Regions from separate parts of the Ovis aries genome. Here region 1 is linked to region 2. A link is a contact called in public Hi-C data. All regions are on one chromosome and are shown on one strand. Each heading gives the region's core, a stretch centred on a gene start, on an enhancer-like site or on the middle of the called end of the contact. The rest is flanking DNA. Distances are from core to core; before and after follow the strand shown. Region 1 holds the start of SBNO1 (strawberry notch homolog 1). Region 2 holds the start of TMED2 (transmembrane p24 trafficking protein 2).

What was found. A called contact is a pair of places that touch in the nucleus more often than the background predicts.
Region 1: a contact with region 2 is called in a Hi-C map of liver, with 4 times the contacts expected there. The contact joins the promoter of SBNO1 here to the promoter of TMED2 in region 2. A contact is called at or near these places in 7 of 16 Hi-C or Micro-C datasets (blood, liver, mixed tissues and 2 more).

The regions. Positions count from the first base shown.
Region 1 is chr17:52,278,330-52,281,856 of ARS-UI_Ramb_v3.0, reverse strand. SBNO1 (strawberry notch homolog 1) reads right to left here and starts at 1,806. Exons shown (of 31, transcript XM_060401102.1): 1 at 1,658-1,806.
Region 2 is chr17:52,130,789-52,134,084 of ARS-UI_Ramb_v3.0, reverse strand. TMED2 (transmembrane p24 trafficking protein 2) reads left to right here and starts at 1,937. Exons shown (of 4, transcript XM_027956423.2): 1 at 1,937-2,206. The coding sequence starts at 2,027.

The sequences.
Region 1 (3,527 bases), core at 557-3,056, 150 kb before region 2:
CACTTCTCCAGCAACTGAACTAAAATTTACTTAAATTTCTTAAGAACTGTAAGGAATAAATTTAGACTGGAAATAAACTGGGAGATAAAAAGCAGAAGCCAGAGGAAAACGGTAAAGATGTCTTCTCTGGTAAGGTAAACACTGGAAGCAACTTCTTTAAACATGAAAATAAAACGTCCCCTTGCTTGCAAAACTCATGTCCTACCAGCAGTAAATTCTACATTTTACCCTAGAAATTCTGTACAGACTATCTTTTGTGCAGTGATGAAGGCTTTCCCCACTGCTTACAAAAATCAGTTGTGACTGCAGTAAATAACTGGGAAAATATGGGATCCCTTCGCACTGTTAGCTGGTTTAAGTGACTGCAACTGTTAGGAGGAACAGCGATAGAGAGCAACTAAGGACTTGACAGCTTTCTGGGCCCTCCTTGGCCGACACTTTAGAACCCCATTCCGTCTGTAATTCTGGTTACACTGAGAATATGAAATATTTAACTCAACATAAACTGCTAATAATCAACTTCAAAGGTCAAAGGGGACCCAGCTTTTAACCTTCTCTCATCAACACGTGTTCAGTACAAACTTCCGGGTGCAGTTACAATTGGCTGCGCAATTCAATGGATAAAAACGTTGCTTTCTTTGACTCTCATTTTCTCTCCCGTTCTTTTCCCACGTTTCTCAACCAACTACTCCCCAAAACAAAAGCCTCCCACAGTTAACCGAGCACGCACATAAAAAAGAGCTTCTCTGCGCGAGGATCAAGTTAGTGGTCCGCAAACATTAACCAAACAGAAGCACAAAGCCGAGGTGGAAAGGGGAGGAGCTGGATGCCAGGGTCAGGAAAGAAACAATCACAAGGGTTCAGGAACATCCAAATCTCCTCAGCGGTTAAACCGACTTCAAACCACTTCTGGGAAACCACCAGCATACACTGGTTTGGGGAACTTTAGATGCTCGTTACGCCAAACACTCTCAAAGTAAGCAAATCCCCAACCGACTTGCCCCTCCACAGAAATGCCTGCTTAGCGTCTAGGAGGCGGGCGGGCGAGCGAGCTCGGGGCAAAATTAACCTCATCACTGGGTGAAGCGTGAAGGTGGCCCCACGTGTCCCACGTACCGTCCCCACCACCCCGACGGCGAGGTGACCAGCAAATTGTAGGTGCGGTGTCCTGACGCTCCCCGCACTCTCGCCCTGAACCGGAGCAATCCTTGGGTACGAGGACTTTTGAAGGATTGCGGAGCTCACTTTCCTGCGGGTCCCAGGACCTCACAGACCCCTGGTCTAGCTGAGGAACCAAAGAGGGCGACCCAAGCAGAGCCGGAGCCGGCGTCCGCAGACGCTGACTCCTCGCTTAAACGAGGTGTCTCCAACCCCGGACAGCGGGGCCCTCGGGGCCCGAGAGCTCCACGCGCGGCGACCGCAGGGCCCGGCGCTGACGGGCGGAGGAAACGAGCGCGGCGGGGCCGCCGCCAGGACCGTGCCCCCGAAGACCCCGGGGCGCGCAGCGGAGGGGGCGGCGAGGGAGGCCCCAAGCCAGGGTGAGGTGGCGGGCCCCCCCCTCAGCCCGGCCCTGCACGGCCCCCTGAAGAGGGTGGGAGTGGGAGGCTGTCCGGGAGAAGGAGTGTGGAGGCAGAAAAGGGATAAGAGGTGGACTTACTTTCCCCGCCGGATCCGACACCGGAACAGATTCTCTCAGGTGACTAGAGCTTGAAGAACCAGAGGCGACGGGAGCGGAGGCGGCGGTGGCGGCGGCAGCAGCGGCGTCCGGCTCTGCCTACCTCCCCGCCGCCATCTTGACGCCCCTCCCCCCAAGCCCCCCCGCCCCACGGGGAGGGGGTGGGGCGACGGATGAGGCGCCGCGCGCACGCAGCGCGCGCCGCGCGACCCACGTGACTTCCTCCCTCCCCCCCCCCCACAACACCCCACTCCCTAGCACCTCTCCGCCCCGCCTCCCTCCTAGGTGAAGGAAGATGATTTCCACCCCCCCATGACTGCCCCCTGCCTTCGCCGCCAAGCACGAACTCCGTCGCTCCCGCCGACCGGGTACCAGTGGTTGGATCCAAGGGAATTCCGGAACCCAAACGGTCCATTACCGCGGCTCCCGGGTGGGCGAGGGGTGAGGGGGCCGGGCTTCCGAGAAGGGGGAGGGGGGGAAGGCGAAGGCCGCCTAGGAGAGTCACGTGTCTACTGCTTCCGCCGGCGCTCGAAAGACCTCGCGAGAGTTCCGTTCCTCCGCCCTTTCTCCCCCGCGGGCTGTCGGGAAGAAGGTCGGTGCTTTGACTTGCCACGAGGAGGTCAGCTGGTGGGCCGGGCGCATGCGTGCCACACCTACTTTCAAAGTCCGGCTAGGAGGGGCCTGAAGCTGTTTTCAAAACGTTTTTGGTGTGTGGCTTTGGCCCAGGAAGTTATCTAGTAGTGTCTCTGTCACTTTGAAACGCTTGTTACCTTAGTGAGTTCTAGAAGAAAATATTCGCCTACTTATTGTTTCTTAGGCTTGCTCAGAGCACTTTATTTAATGTGAAACCGCAAGTAACTGGAGCCCCTCGGCTGTTTCATTACCATAATCAGATCCTAAGGAGTGAGAGCGCGGTTAGCCCCTCTTTCTCTTTTTCTCGCGCACACCCACTAACCTGAACAAACTGTTGCTCTCAATTAATGATTGCTGCAGGTCTGTTGCTACCCCCCTCTTTTATTTTTGTATTCTCCGTTATGATTTTTGTTACTGGTACTACTACTAAATGACCTGACCCAGAATAAACAAATTAACTTGGTAACCCTTTTGTAAAGTCATCCTGAGAATGCTGTTTGAACCCGTTGCTTAGGTAATGGGCACGCTGGGTGATTCTTGCCCCCTACCGGTGGCGCGTCGAACTCGCCTTGTGCTCAAAGCAAATTTAGTGGTTTGGTTAACTTGGAGGTAAAAGTGTGAGCTCTTCTAGAGACAGTATGGGGCTAGGGGAGAGAGGGAAAAAAATTACGGCAAGAATAATTGAGTCTTCCAACGTAGTGTCTATATACATAAATATGTATTGTTCAGTTCATTCGCTCAGTCGTCGTGTCCGACTCTTTGCAACCCCGTGGCACAGGCCAGGCTTCCTGTCCATCACCAACTCCCTGAGCTTGCTCAAACTCATGTCCATACAATCAGTGATGCCATCCAACCATCTCGTCCTCTGTCGTCCCCTTCTCCTCCTTCCTTCAATCTTTCCCAGCATCAGGGTCTTTTCTAATGAGTCAGTTCGTCACATCAGGTGTATTGCAGCTTGAGCGTCAGTCCTTCAATGAATATTCAGGACTGATTTCCTTTAGGATGGACTAGTTTGATCCCCTTGCAGTCCAAGGGACGCTCAAGAGTCTTCTCAAACACCACAGTTCAAAAGCATCAATTCCTGTGTATTATATATGTGTGCTGCTGCTGCTGCTGCTAAGTCGCTTCAGTCGTGTCCGACTCTGTGCGACCCCATAAACGGCAGTCCACCAGGCTCCCCCGTCCCTGGGATTCTCCAGGCAAGAGTACTGGAGTGGGT
Region 2 (3,296 bases), core at 688-3,187:
CTTTGGAAGGAATGATGCTAAAGCTGAAGCTCCAGTACTTTGGCCACCTCATGTGAAGAGTCGACTCATTGGAAAAGACTCTGATGCTGGGAGGGATTGGGGGCAGGAGGAGAAGGGGACGACCGAGGATGAGATGGCTGGATGGCATCACGGACTCGATGGACGTGAGTGAGTGAACTCTGGGAGTTGGTGATGGACAGGGAGGCCTGGCGTGCTGCGATTCATGGGGTCGCAAAGAGTCGGACACGATTGAGTGACTGAACTGAACTTAACTGAGTTCAATAACATACCATCATAGCCAGGAAACTTCCATCATCACCCTAATTGTACTTATTTCTTGACACCTGCCCAGGAAACTGGATATTGGGCCATTACTGCCCCCTATTGCCTGTTAGTCTTTGAAGAAATAATTCCCCAAAACATGCACAGCCCATGGCATCATCTGATTTTCATGATAACTTTACTAGATAAGCAAAGAGTGTGGTGTCATATTTTTTACAGATACGGAAATTAAGGTTCAGAGAGGTAATGGAACATAAATAAGGTCACACAGCTATGTGCAAAGCTTGAGTAACAACCCAGATCTCCTCATGCTCAGGCCAGTTCAGTGAACTTGACATGTCAACTACCATGTCATGGGTGAGGTTTTTTTTTGTGGGGCTTCCCTGGTGGCTCAGAGGGTAAAGTGTCTGCCTGCAATGCAGGAGACCTGGGTTCGATGCCTGGGTCAGGAAGACCCCCTGGAGAAGGAAATGGCACGCCACTCCAGTACTCTTGCCTGGAAAATCCCATGGATAGAGAAGCCTGGTAGACTACAGTCCATGGGATCGCAAAGAGTCAGACACGGCTGAGTGACTTCACTTTCTTTATGGTAGGGCCTAAGAGTACAGCACACAAGCACAGGTATGCAAAAACTAGTGCCTCGGGAGTGACTGGTAAATAAATGACTGTAACTCTAAGCACAGAGGAAGGGGCTAGTATTGTGCAAGGGGGAGGTCTAGAGCTGACATTTGAGTTGGGTTTTGAGGGATGTGTAGGAGTACCTCAGGAGGCAAAGGGTGGGGAAAAAATTGTCTTAGTAGCTGGCAATATTTAAGGGGGTGCAGGGTGTCAGCAAGACTTTTGGGGAGGTGAGAGACTTCTTATTTTGGAGGATGTAGCCAAGGGAAAGTTTTTTTTGTGTGCATGTGGTTGTAATATAGACATACAGTAAAGCAAAAAATATGGAGCGCTACTCAAGGATACAGCTTGAGCTATTAAAAAAAGCATATGTAAACACTCGTGTACCCATCGTTTAGTGACGATACATCTTCCTGGAGTGAGTTGCCATTCCCTTCTCCAGAGGATCTTCCTGACCCAAGGATCAAAGCTGGGTCTCTCGCATTATGGGCGGGGTCTTTACCATCTGAGCCACCAGGGAAGCCTTTTACATTAACATCTACCCATCATTTAGTGACGATATGATATAACATTTCCAAAATCGCTTAAGTTTCCCTCGTGCCCCTTCCCAATCTATACGCACCCCCGTCTTTTCCCCGTCGTTTTTTTTTTTTTTTGAGTGACAGGAAGTTAACATAAAAGTTCAAAGCCTTTGGCTTCAGCCCCATCTCCTTATACTCCTATTGCTGCCTCCAAATCTTTCGCTATCTTTATGGATAATCCTAAGAGCGTCTTGCACGAGGCAGAGGAGGTTTCTTGATACTACCGCTTTCTAGTACGGCCCATGGAAATTTAGGCAGTACATGAATGGAACTAGTGACGGAGACGATGGTTTCTGGTCCTTCTGAGCCACCGTCCAGGCTCGAGACGCGCGGAGCATTCTTGTCCCTCGGCGGCCGCCGTGCGTCCGTTACGTGGCAGCTACGGGCGCCAGCCAATCCGCGGCGCCCGCATCAGCCCCCTCGGGCGGCGCAGCCGGAAGGGGCGGAGCTGAGGCAGCGGCGGCTGAAAAGGCAGCGGTGGCGGCAGCGACGACGGCGGCTCCGGAGGCCGCAGTCCCGGTCCTGGCTTCGCCCGCAGCCCCACCATGGTGACGCTAGCTGAGCTGCTGGTGCTCCTGGCCGCCCTCCTGGCCACGGCCTCGGGCTACTTCGTCAGCATTGACGCGCATGCAGAGGAGTGCTTCTTCGAGCGGGTCACCTCGGGCACCAAGATGGGCCTCATCTTCGAGGTGGCGGAGGGCGGCTTCCTGGACATCGACGTGGAGGTGCGGGCGCGCTGCCCGAAGCGGGGGCCCGCGGCCGCTCGGGGGTTGGCGGCGCCCGGGGCCCGCGCGGGGCCAGCGTGGAGAGCGGGACCCGGAGGCCGCTGTCCGATTCCAGGGAGGGGCCTGGGCCGCCACCCGGCGACCCCCTAACGGCCCTTTCCCTCGCACCCGCCCGGTTTCCGAGCTCCGCTCGGGAGACGGAACCGTTGCTTGGCTGCTTTGGATTCTCAGTTTGAACGGCTGGTTCCCCTTGGAACCCCTCGCCGAGCTTTGTCTACCAGGCGCCGCGTGTCATCTCTGGGCCCAGGAGGCGCTACACGGTCTTGTTTAGCTGATGGCAGGTCTCGATCCGGGCAGCAGCTGCTTCCCTTCCTAGCGCGAATTAAAGTTGGGACGTGGCATGGAAACTTCTGAAAAAGTAAATCGGAAGCTGTTGAGGAATGCTAGGTAGACGTTCGCGTTGTGTTTGCCTTTATTTTTCGTAGAAACGACCCGAGTTAACCCGTTCTTACGCAGACCTTCGGATACCTCGGTTAGTCATCTCTGATTAAGAGAGTGGAGTTGCGTTATGCGTTTTAGAAGTGATTGCAGTAAAGTATCTGTGGAGAAAACGGAAAATCGTTTTAAGAAACCAGCAGTCCCTAAATTTTGTCGTATATCATTTTCTTTAAACTAAAAGAATGACTCGCCTCTAACTTTTTTAAGGAAACCAGATGGAATGAATATTTAAACCTACCGGTTAGCATGATTAATTGTGTCTATGGGTTTTCCCATCTAACAGTTAACGTCAGCAGAGTTGGGCATAAATTACACAAAACAAGTGAAGTTCAGAAATAAGGGGATAATGGAGGTAATAACTGTTAAAATTACCGCTTGAGAGATCAGCTCTTTCAGTCTGCAGGTGGCACGGGCTTCATAAGAGGAACTACTTGAGCAAGGTCTAACAACTGATTTGGAGCACACTGGGATGAGAACATGGGTCTCTGAATTTCCAGTTTCTCTAGTCTTTTTCCTTAAGTCCTTAGGCATATAAGATAAAGCAGATTCCTTTACCAGTAGGCAGTAATCAGTCAGGAAAACCTCGATGTGT